3 separate regions of the Mus musculus genome follow, and regions 1 and 2 are each linked to region 3. A link is a contact called in public HiChIP or PLAC-seq data. All regions are on one chromosome and are shown on one strand. The core of a region is the stretch at or near the end of the contact, and the rest is flanking DNA. Distances in the headings are between cores, read along the strand shown. Region 1 overlaps Arhgap40 (Rho GTPase activating protein 40). Region 2 holds the start of Arhgap40 (Rho GTPase activating protein 40). Region 3 holds the start of Fam83d (family with sequence similarity 83, member D).

What was found. HiChIP or PLAC-seq counts read pairs in DNA pulled down with a chosen protein or histone mark.
Region 1: an H3K4me3 HiChIP or PLAC-seq map of the SCID.adh cell line shows a contact between it and region 3, with 12 read pairs. The contact joins the enhancer-like site here to the promoter of Fam83d in region 3. A contact is called at or near these places in 4 of 39 promoter capture datasets (the C10 cell line, hippocampal neurons and pre-B cells), 2 of 15 datasets of contacts at CTCF or cohesin (large pre-B cells and pro-B cells), 35 of 484 Hi-C or Micro-C datasets (the 63-12 cell line, B cells, CD4 T cells and 24 more) and 8 of 115 datasets of contacts at active chromatin or transcription factors (the 230-238 cell line, the SCID.adh cell line, Th17 cells and 3 more).
Region 2: a contact with region 3 is called in a FOXA1 HiChIP or PLAC-seq map of pancreatic cancer cells. The contact joins the promoter of Arhgap40 here to the promoter of Fam83d in region 3. A contact is called at or near these places in 6 of 39 promoter capture datasets (the HPC-7 cell line, HPC-7-derived erythroid cells, embryonic stem cells and 3 more), 1 of 484 Hi-C or Micro-C datasets (embryonic stem cells), 3 of 115 datasets of contacts at active chromatin or transcription factors (acute myeloid leukemia, oligodendrocyte precursor cells and pancreatic cancer cells) and 1 of 9 other capture datasets (liver).

What each region holds. Positions count from the first base shown.
Region 1 is chr2:158,545,498-158,548,766 of GRCm38.p6, forward strand. Arhgap40 (Rho GTPase activating protein 40) reads left to right here. Exons shown (of 15, transcript NM_001145015.1): 12 at 1,211-1,351; 13 at 2,122-2,297. Among named protein-coding and RNA genes, the nearest start is that of Arhgap40, 34 kb to the left of the region's middle. Within about 2 kb of position 1,469, at least 16 of the 459 cell types and tissues checked have an H3K27ac peak or open chromatin away from gene starts, as enhancers often do. A contact at or near this core is called in the CH12 cell line, the SCID.adh cell line, cerebral cortex and 1 more, where this site is marked.
Region 2 is chr2:158,511,170-158,514,145 of GRCm38.p6, forward strand. It overlaps Arhgap40 (Rho GTPase activating protein 40), which reads left to right and starts at 1,627. Exons shown (of 15, transcript NM_001145015.1): 1 at 1,627-1,769. The coding sequence starts at 1,636.
Region 3 is chr2:158,766,465-158,769,433 of GRCm38.p6, forward strand. Fam83d (family with sequence similarity 83, member D) reads left to right here and starts at 1,635. Exons shown (of 4, transcript NM_027975.2): 1 at 1,635-2,123. The coding sequence starts at 1,650.

The DNA.
Region 1 (3,269 bases), core at 219-2,718, 220 kb before region 3:
CCTTCACCATAGTGCCACTCCTTGGGCCAAGCATATTCACAGCACCACAGGCACACACTTAATATATTCCAGCAAAGCATTCAAATGCACCCTGGGCTTCCCATCTCTGGGTTTCTGCTTAAGCCTTTCACTCTGCCTGGATACTCCTTTCCCTTTCTCCAAAGGCAGAACTTGGATGTGGTGGCGCATGCCTTTAATCCCAGCACTAGGGAGGCAGAGGCAGGTGAATTTCTGAGTTCGAGGCCAGCCTGGTCTACAAAGTGAGTTCCAGGACAGCCAGAGCTATACAGAGAAACCCTGTCTCAAAAAACAAAACAAAACAAAAAATAAGGGATGCTTATTTTTTTAAAGACTCAGTTCAGGGTCAGTTGTTCTGCTGAAAACCCCCTACCTGCCTCCCAGACTCCCATAATTCCTTTTTCTTTGCATGCAACCCCCTAACTTACATTGCTATTAAAACACAGTGAATTGCAATTTTTTAAAGATTTATTTTTATTTTATCTGTATGAACTTTTGGCCTGCATGGGTGTGGCCACACCACATATGGCCCTGCTCCCTGCAAAGGTCAAAAGAAGACATCAAATCCAAATAGGGGGAGTTCCACGTGATGTTGGATGCTAGGGACCAGCTAATGAAAGAGCTGCCAGTGATCTTACCTGACAGCTCTTGGATGCTACCTTTTTCCTGTTATAGGAAGTTTTTTTTTTTTTTTAAATATTCCTTAAATACTAGTTTTTTACTAGTTGGTTTTTTTTTAAAGTATCAAACAGCCCAGATGTATACAGCAAGATAGAAATCTCATCAACTTCTCCACGCGTGTCACTGTGATTAGGCTTCTACACCTCATAGTCTGTCGAACCTTGGAAAGAGGGTCGCTGGGTCTTTGCTAGATTCTCACACTGCACAGTGGCTGAGCTGACCTGCAGTTCTCCAGGAACTCTGCAGGCCAGATGTGTTTGGGGGACATCTCTGCATGGTGTGCCAGTGAGAAGCTTCTCTCAAGCACAGCTCTGTCCAGTAGCTCCAGGGACTGCTCGATCCTGAGTCCAATACTCCGGGGTCCTCATTGGGGCTAAACCTCTAACATCTCTGGAAGCTGCTTCAAGGTGTCCGTTTCAAGCCCTGTGCGGGAGAGGCAGCGGTGGCTGAAATGGGGCCTTGCTTGCCACTGCCATATCAACTCAGCTGAAACATGATTCTTTCTGGACAGGTCGCCTCTTTCTTGGTAGCTCAAGTGCGAAAACTGAATGACAGTAATGGCCGTCGTTCCCAGCTCTGTGATGGGGGCCTCAAGACTTGGCTGTGGAGGACACACGTGGACAGAGACAAGGCTGGGGAAGGGCTTGAGGCGGTGAGTGGCTCCCATACCAGGCGAATGGAGAAACCGAAGGGGGAGAGAAGGTTGAGGGGCGGGCATCCGGGTTTTTCCTAGGCCCTGCCACCAAACTGCCATGCATAACCGTCTGTGACCTCCAGGCGGCGCCGGAGCCGCATCTCAGAGATCAAGGAGCTGGTGCCGCGAAACCAGAGGCAGGGGCTGAGGGATGGGAAGCTGGCCTGGTGGGAGGTTCTGGAAGTCACTGACTTGGCCCTATGGTTAGGAAGTCCTTTGTGAGCCTGGGGCGGGGTTCCGAAAGTGGATAGGGCTACTCTGAGGAACAGGGATGTGGAAGAATCGAAGATTCTTTCCGGAACATGGAGCAGGAAGGAGTTTTCAACACAGCCACTTGGGAAAGTCGTGTGTGTGTGTGTGTGTGTGTGTGTGTGTGTGTGTGTGTGTGTGTGTGTCTTGTGTCTGTGTGTGTCTGTGTTTCTCTGTGTGCCTGTGTATCTCTGTGTGTGTGTCTGTCTCTGTTTGTATGTCTGTTTGTGTATCTGTGTGTGTGTGTATGTGTGTGTGTCTTTGTATCTGTGACTGTGTGTGTTGACCAGCAGACATGAGCCAGGGTGTACATGTGCACATCTGTATGTAGCTCGTATGTTCATGCATTTCCACACCTGGCTGTAGACGTGGGCTTGTGCATGCATGTGATGTTGAATACTGGTCTAAGTATTACACGTGCGCATGAATTGCAGGGATGGAAGGGTCTTGATTCTTTATCTCCAAATCTTCACCTCCAGACTCCCAAAGTGGCAAAGATCCAGGTCCAGGCGACTTGGCCTAGCATGGATCTTCTGCAGGTGCCTCTGAATCCTAGCACCAGGGTGACCCACGTCTTGAAGCTGTTCACAGAGCACCTCAACCCTGGCTCACAGCCTGAAGAGGGCAGTGAGAACCCAAACAGCCTTCTCTCACAGTAAGTGCCACCTCCCTGAGGCAGGAGCCTCCATTCTGCCCTGCATGGTGTGGAGAGGGATAGGGTTTGGTCCCTTCCAGCTGAAGGCCATGAGGAGTTACACATGTCTGTCCCTGGCCTTCCCCTTTCTGTGGTGGTCAGCCTTTTTAGAACTTCTTGGCTCCAAATAATAATGAAAAGGGCCACCATTCATTACTGATTTTAATATATATTAATAAATAGCTACTGTAGATCAGACGGTGCATGGAATGCTAAAATGGCAATGAAAGGCCTTAACAGAGGGGCTGGAGAGACAGCCCAGTGGTTAAGAGCACTGACCACTGTTGCAGAGGATTGGAGTTCGGTTCCCAGCTGCCCTAGTCAGGCAGCCCATGACCACCTGTGACTCCAGCTCCAGGGTACACAGCAATCTGGCCTCCACAGACACCCACACACATGTGCATGTACACCACCCCCAACTCGTAACTAAACATAAATAGCCAGCTGTGGTGGCGCACGCCTTCCCAGCACTTGGGAAGGCAGAGGCAGGCAGATTTCTGAGTTTCAGGCCAGCCTGGTCTAAAAAGCAAGTTCCTGGACAGCCAGGGCTGTTAAATAGAGAAACTCTGTGTCAAAAAAAATAAGAAAGAAAGAAGGGAAGAAAGAAGGAAAGAAAGAAAGAAAGAAAGAAAGAAAGAAAGAAAGAAAGAAAGAAAGAAAGAAAGGAAGGAAGGAAGGAAGGAAGAAAAAAAGGAAGGAAGAAAAGAAAGAAAGGAAAAAGAAAAGAGAAGAGAAGAAAAATGAAAAAAAAGGAAAGAAACAAAAGGAAGACAGACAAGAAGGAAGAAACAAACAAACAGACAAACAAAAGAATAGAAATAAATATTTAAAAAAAAAACCAGCTGGGGGTTGGTGGTGCATGCCTTTAATCCCAGCACTTGGGAGGCAAAGGCAGGCGGATTTCTGAGTTCAAGGCCAGCCTGGTCTACAAAG
Region 2 (2,976 bases), core at 377-2,876, 260 kb before region 3:
CACTGGGGCTTGCTGTGTCCCATTCTCCCCCGCCCCCGCCCCAGACAGTCTCCCCTCACCCGTCCGTCTGTCCGCCCATCCTCTCACTTAAAGGTCCTCCTAGTTATCCCTCTCACTCAGCCATTTTCTTTTTTTTTTTTTTTTTTGGTTTTTCAAAACAGGGTTTCTCTGTATAGCCCTGGCTGTCCTGGAACTCACTTTGTAGCCGAGGCTGGCCTCGAACTCAGAAATCCGCCTGCCTCTGCCTCCCGAGTGCTGGGATTAAAGGCGTGTGCCACCACGCCCGGCAGCCATTTTCTTAAGGTGTGTGTGTGTGTGTGTGTGTGTGTGTGTGTGTGTGTGTGTGTGTATACATATGTACATCATGCATGTGCAGATGCCCAAGCTGGCCAGAAGAGGGCATTGGATTCCCTGGAACTGGAGTTGAAGGTGGTAGTGGTCCAATCAGTGTGAGCCTTGGGAACTGCAACTCCAGCCCACGGAAGAACAGGTGCTGTGTCTCTCTGGCCCCTTATTCAGCCATTTTCTCATCCCACCCCTCATTCTTCATCCATCTGACTGTCCATCCATCCATCCGTCTGTCCACATGTGTGTCCATCCACCCACTTCCTGCCCACCCACCTATGCGTCCATCCTTCACTGAGCACCTACTGTGTTTCTCACACAAAGCTCCATTGAACCCTCATCATGTGCCAGCCTCAAGCATGCCCTCCATGCAGATTCACTTTATACACAGGGAGGAGCCTCGGCAGCAGTGGGACTCCCATCTCCTCTCCGTTCCTGGAAGGTGGTTCTTTTGTCTCCTTCTGAGGATGGAGTGTTGGGAAGATGGTCAGCTGATCATCTGCATGGTCTGACTGAGCCAGCAAGGACTACCTGCAAGTTAGAGCTCCTGTGGTCCCTTTTTTCCATATGTAGGACTACAGCTCCCAGAGGCTTATGGGAAGGGACTAAGCCAAGGTGAAGGCCTGGGTCACCACCAGTCACTAGCTTTATTTGTTCCTTTTGGTTTGGTTTTGAAACTGGGAAGGCTGTGGGAGATGAGAGTGCCCACCCCAATAGCATGTTTTATGTCTGGTGCAAGTGTGTTTGGCTGGTTGATTGGTGTTTTAATCTTTCTTTTTCTTTTAGATTAAAAAAAATGTGTATGGCTATTTTGCCTGCATATATTTCTGTACCATATGCATATAAAGCCCACATGGGCCAGAAGAGGACATTTGAATCTCCTGGGACCGGAGTTACAGATGGTTATGAGCTGCCATGCAGGTGCCGGGGGAATTGAAGTTCAGTCCTCTGGAAGAACAGCCAGTGCTCTTAACTGCTGAGCCACCTCTCCAGCCCAGGCTGGTCTTGAACTCACAACCTTCTTTCGCTACCTTCTAACTTCTGGATTATAGGCATGTGTAACATGCTTACTTCACGTCTGCTGCTTTTTTGTGTTATTTCTGTTTTGGCTAAGGGCCAGGAAGTCTGTGCTCACACATACCTGCCTGTGGGCGGTTCTGGCTGACTCAGCCTCACCTCAATATGGGGGTGTCTTGGAAGGGTGTGCCACAGGCCCTGCCACCTTCCTCCGACTCTCACTGTGATTCATTCAGTCCCAGAGGCAGCAATAGGAGCTGTGTGTGCCTGTCCATGACAGAGCCGTCCCTTCTCCCTGCTGCCAAGATGGAAGGGCTGGCCCTGCTGCCCCTGACCTCACCCTGTCCCCGGATCCCACGAGCCCGCATCTCCAGGCAGCCGGGGCGATGGGCCCACCTGGGCTGCAGGTACTGGTGTCCAGGGTGGTGGAGGGAGGACTGGATCTGCTGTGTGTGAGGAACAGGTGCCACTTCACAACAGTTCTGTGAGGCGAGAGTACCTTTAGGCTGATCCTGATTCTTAACAATTCTAAGTGATGCTGGGGACTAGCTTGGGCAAATCCACTCTTAGATGGATAATTACGGCTCCTGCCACACACATTTCGGCTTGAGCCCCTGGAGACTGGATGTGGTCCTTCCCCAGGAAGAGATTCAGGAAGCGGGGTTGGAACTCTCAGATGGGGCAACTGGCAGGGAGTGGTACTCATACGGATAAACCTTTGTGCCACAAAACATATTCCTTGAGTGCCTGTGGGGGAACTGTGGGGGCTCTGTCCCATCAGAGGGAAATGGGCTCAACAGGTGAAACCTGTTTGTCTGTCCACTTTGCCCTGGTCAGTCTGTCAGATGTGTTGGCTTCCTGATACTGCTGTTCGGAGTCATCAAACAACAGTTACTATCTTCGAATCCAGTGTGCTGAGATTCCCCAAACCAAGGACTCTTTCTCCACTACCAGGCTCTCAGGGGACGAGGCTTCCTTTCCCAGATGCTAAGGGCCCATATGTTGCTTGGCTCTTAGCCTCCCCATATGCAATGCCACCACTGAGCACCTCTGACTCTTGGCTATGACCTACCCTTCCATCCCCATTGCCTCTCCTGCCTGCCTCTGCCACTAACAGGGTGACATCAGTAATAGCCTTGGACCCACTCAGATGGTCCGGGCTCTCCCTCATCTTGAGGACCCAAACAATCACAGCCAGAACACCCAGAGCAGAGTCACAAATTCTGGGGATTAAATGCAGACATCTTTGAGGGGCCTCCATTATTCTATGTATCTTTACATTCATTCCATCTATACATTCATCCCATTGTTCTAATCTACAACTACATCACTAGCCATCCATTACCTATCACTCCATCTATGGAGTCCGTCCGTCTGCCCATCCCTCTATCGACCTATCGATAATCTCTATCAACCTACCTAGCAACCTGTCTACTAAGGTGGCTCTTCTTACTCCCACCCCTGCCTTAATCCCCTAAGTCTATTAATACTAATCCATCTGTGAGAACGTCTGGCCACTGAATGTGCTCAGTGGCTGTGGCTGGATGAACCAGTGAGTGATCCTTTAAGCATGTGAAATTTCATAGCTCCCCTTTGTTTACTTACAACAATACG
Region 3 (2,969 bases), core at 385-2,884:
GTCAGGGGAGCTTTGGGGATTCATAGGTGGAACTAAAGAGGTTTCTAGATTGGGAGATAGTGGTGAAAACTTATGAATTTAAGGAAAGATAGGTGGTCAGTGTTGGGCTTTATCCTGTCAAATATTTTCTTCGAAGTCACGTGATATCCTACAGCAGCAGTTTTATTACAGTTTGATTGGTTTATGTTATTTATGTTACCAGGGTGCTCCCTTCCTCTGTTCCACTGACTTGTCCTGGGCCTTCCCATGTTCCTCTCTGGGCTTTTTCCTTTAGCTTATAGTGGAGAGCAATGCTCTACGTCATTCAATGGGATCATAGATTATGATCTCTGATTATCCTTGCTTTTAACCCAGGAAACAGAGGCAAAGACACTGTGTGACTGTACAGCCTCAGGCCTGGCCCCTGTCCTTATTACATGCAAGAGCTGGTTCGATTTGATAGAGGAAGGTAGTCTTCTGCATCCTGGATGCCAGAGTGGGGACACAGGAAGCTCTTGCCTTTGGGCTTGAATAACTTCCCTGAGAAGGCTGGAACCAGGGAAGGATGAAGAGAGGGAGGAGATCCTCACAGCAGTACTGGTTTGTTTTAAGTTTACAGAGGTAGAGGCAGGGGGTTAGAAAGCCAAGGTCATCCTTCGCTACAAGATATGAGAAAGGGAGAGAGAGAGAGAGTGAGAGAGACCTTTAAGCGAAGAAGTAGATACCACAGTGGATTAGTATATAGATGTATATGTATGAGCATATATGTATGTGTATATGTATATAGATATATATGTGTATGTTTGCAAGGTCTTCTGTGACCTCTCTTAGGATTGACACAGAATAAGATGGCTTCGAACTCCAGATTCTCCTACCCTAACCTCCCATGTGCTGGGAGTGTGCCACCACCCCCAGCTCTGCACCACTGAGAAAAAAAGACATTTATTTATTTTTATTTAATGTGTATGTTTGTGTGCTACGTATGCATACAGTGTCCGTGGATACCAGAAAGGGCATCATCAGATTCCCTGGAAGCATTATAGGTGGTTAGAGGTTGCCAGGGGAGACAGTGCTAAACCCAGATCCTCTGGAAGTGCTCTTAACTGATGAACCACCACTCCAGGCTCTATCTCTGTCTCTTTGTCTCTCTTCCTCCCCATCTTTTCCCTTCCTTCTCCCTCCCCCTCCCTCCGTCCCTCTGTCCTTCTCTCCTTCTCACTTGCTCTCTGTATTGATAAGTTAATGATTAGATGCAGGGTGGAGTGGCAATGAGGCTGATCACACCAAAATAAGCATGTCCAGGAGCAAGTCCTACCCCTAGTCCGAGTCCTTGAAGCACCATGTTATAGGGCACTCGGCAGGGGGCGTGCTCGGACAGTGCGGGGCTATGTCCCGGGTTGGCAGGGTTCTGGAGCCGCTAGGGCGGGGTAAAGTCAGATTTAAATTCCGCTCAGCCATCAGGCAGTGAGAGCAGAGGGTGGGCGGGTTCTGTCTCAGGAGCAACCAATAGCAATGAGGGGGCAGAGCCTTTGGTACGCATGGGAGACATCCAGCCAATGGGATTGCTGGGGCGGGGCGGCGAGCCAATAGAGCGGGCTGGTTTGATTCAAAGATGCCTATAAAAACTCAGACTACCACCGTAGACAAGTGGATCGGTTCTGGGCACTGCCATGGCTGCTCGCTTCGAGCTGTTGGACGACCTTCCCGCGGCCTGCCTGTCTCCGTGCGGACCGCCCAACCCCACGGAGCTGTTCAGCGAGGCGCGGCGTCTGGCTCTCGAGCAGCTGCTGGCCGGTGGTCCCGACGCCTGGGCCGCCTTCTTACGGCGTGAGCGGCTGGGCCGCTTCCTCAACGCCGACGAGGTGCGCGAGGTTCTGGGCGCTGCCGAGCGGCCGGGCGAGGATGGGGCGGCGGTAGCGGAGGACTCGTTCGGCTCCTCTCACGAATGCTCGTCGGGCACCTACTTTCCGGAGCAGTCGGACCTGGAACCGCCGGCGTTGGAGCTCGGCTGGCCTTCCTTCTACCAGGGTGCCTACCGCGGTGCCACGCGTGTCGAGGCTCATTTCCAGCCCCGCGGCGCGGGCGCCGGAGGCCCGTATGGCTGCAAGGATGCGCTGCGCCAGCAGTTGCGCTCCGCCCGAGAGGTGAGCGGCCCCCTGGCAGCGGGTAGGGGAGGAGCATCGGCCTTCTGAAAATTGAGTCATGTCGTAGTTCCAACTTCTGTTATTGGTACCCCTGGAACAGAGCGACTGTTAGTTCAAACCAAAGTGGATTGCAGAATTCCAGGGACGTCAGCTGACATTAGGTCTCACTTTCAGGAGCTAAGTAAAAGCTTAGTTTTACCCAAAAGATGATACCCGGAGACCATGGGGAGATCTGTAATTACCACTTTTCCACGCTTCTTAATGTTGTAGACAGATAAATTCGAGCAGTCGGTTTATCTCTTTCACTTCTGTGAGTGAGTCTGGTGGGAGATATTTTTAACCCACAGTGCCTGGGACTGTTCCAAGTAGCATTGATCCAAAATGCAAATATTTGTGCTTTAGATAAGCCACTGGTTACAATGGGTTTTTATCTTAGCTAGTGTCAGACTGCCCGATTGGCCTGGGGTGGAGTATAGAGTCTGGCCTGCCATAGATCAGGGAGAAAGGGCTCCACTTGGGAGGGTGTGGCTACAAGTTTGCATGCTGGTGAACACTGCTCCATTCCCAGACCTTTTGACTGCCTGGAACATGACGGGCAAAGCCTCAGACCATGTCAAGACTTAGTAGGCCTGGCACCGCTATATGTTAGGGTGCGGATCAGGTTGACATCACCAAGTCTAGGAGCAAGTTTGCGTTCTGTTTTTGTCTTTTGTTTTTTGTTTTCCTCTCTGCAAGACAAGGTCACTGTAACCCAGGCTTACCTGGAACTTACAGGCTTCAATTTCAGGCAATCCTCCTGCCTCTGCCTTCCTAGTGCCAAAGCCAAAGTTCTGATGCTGGTTCTGT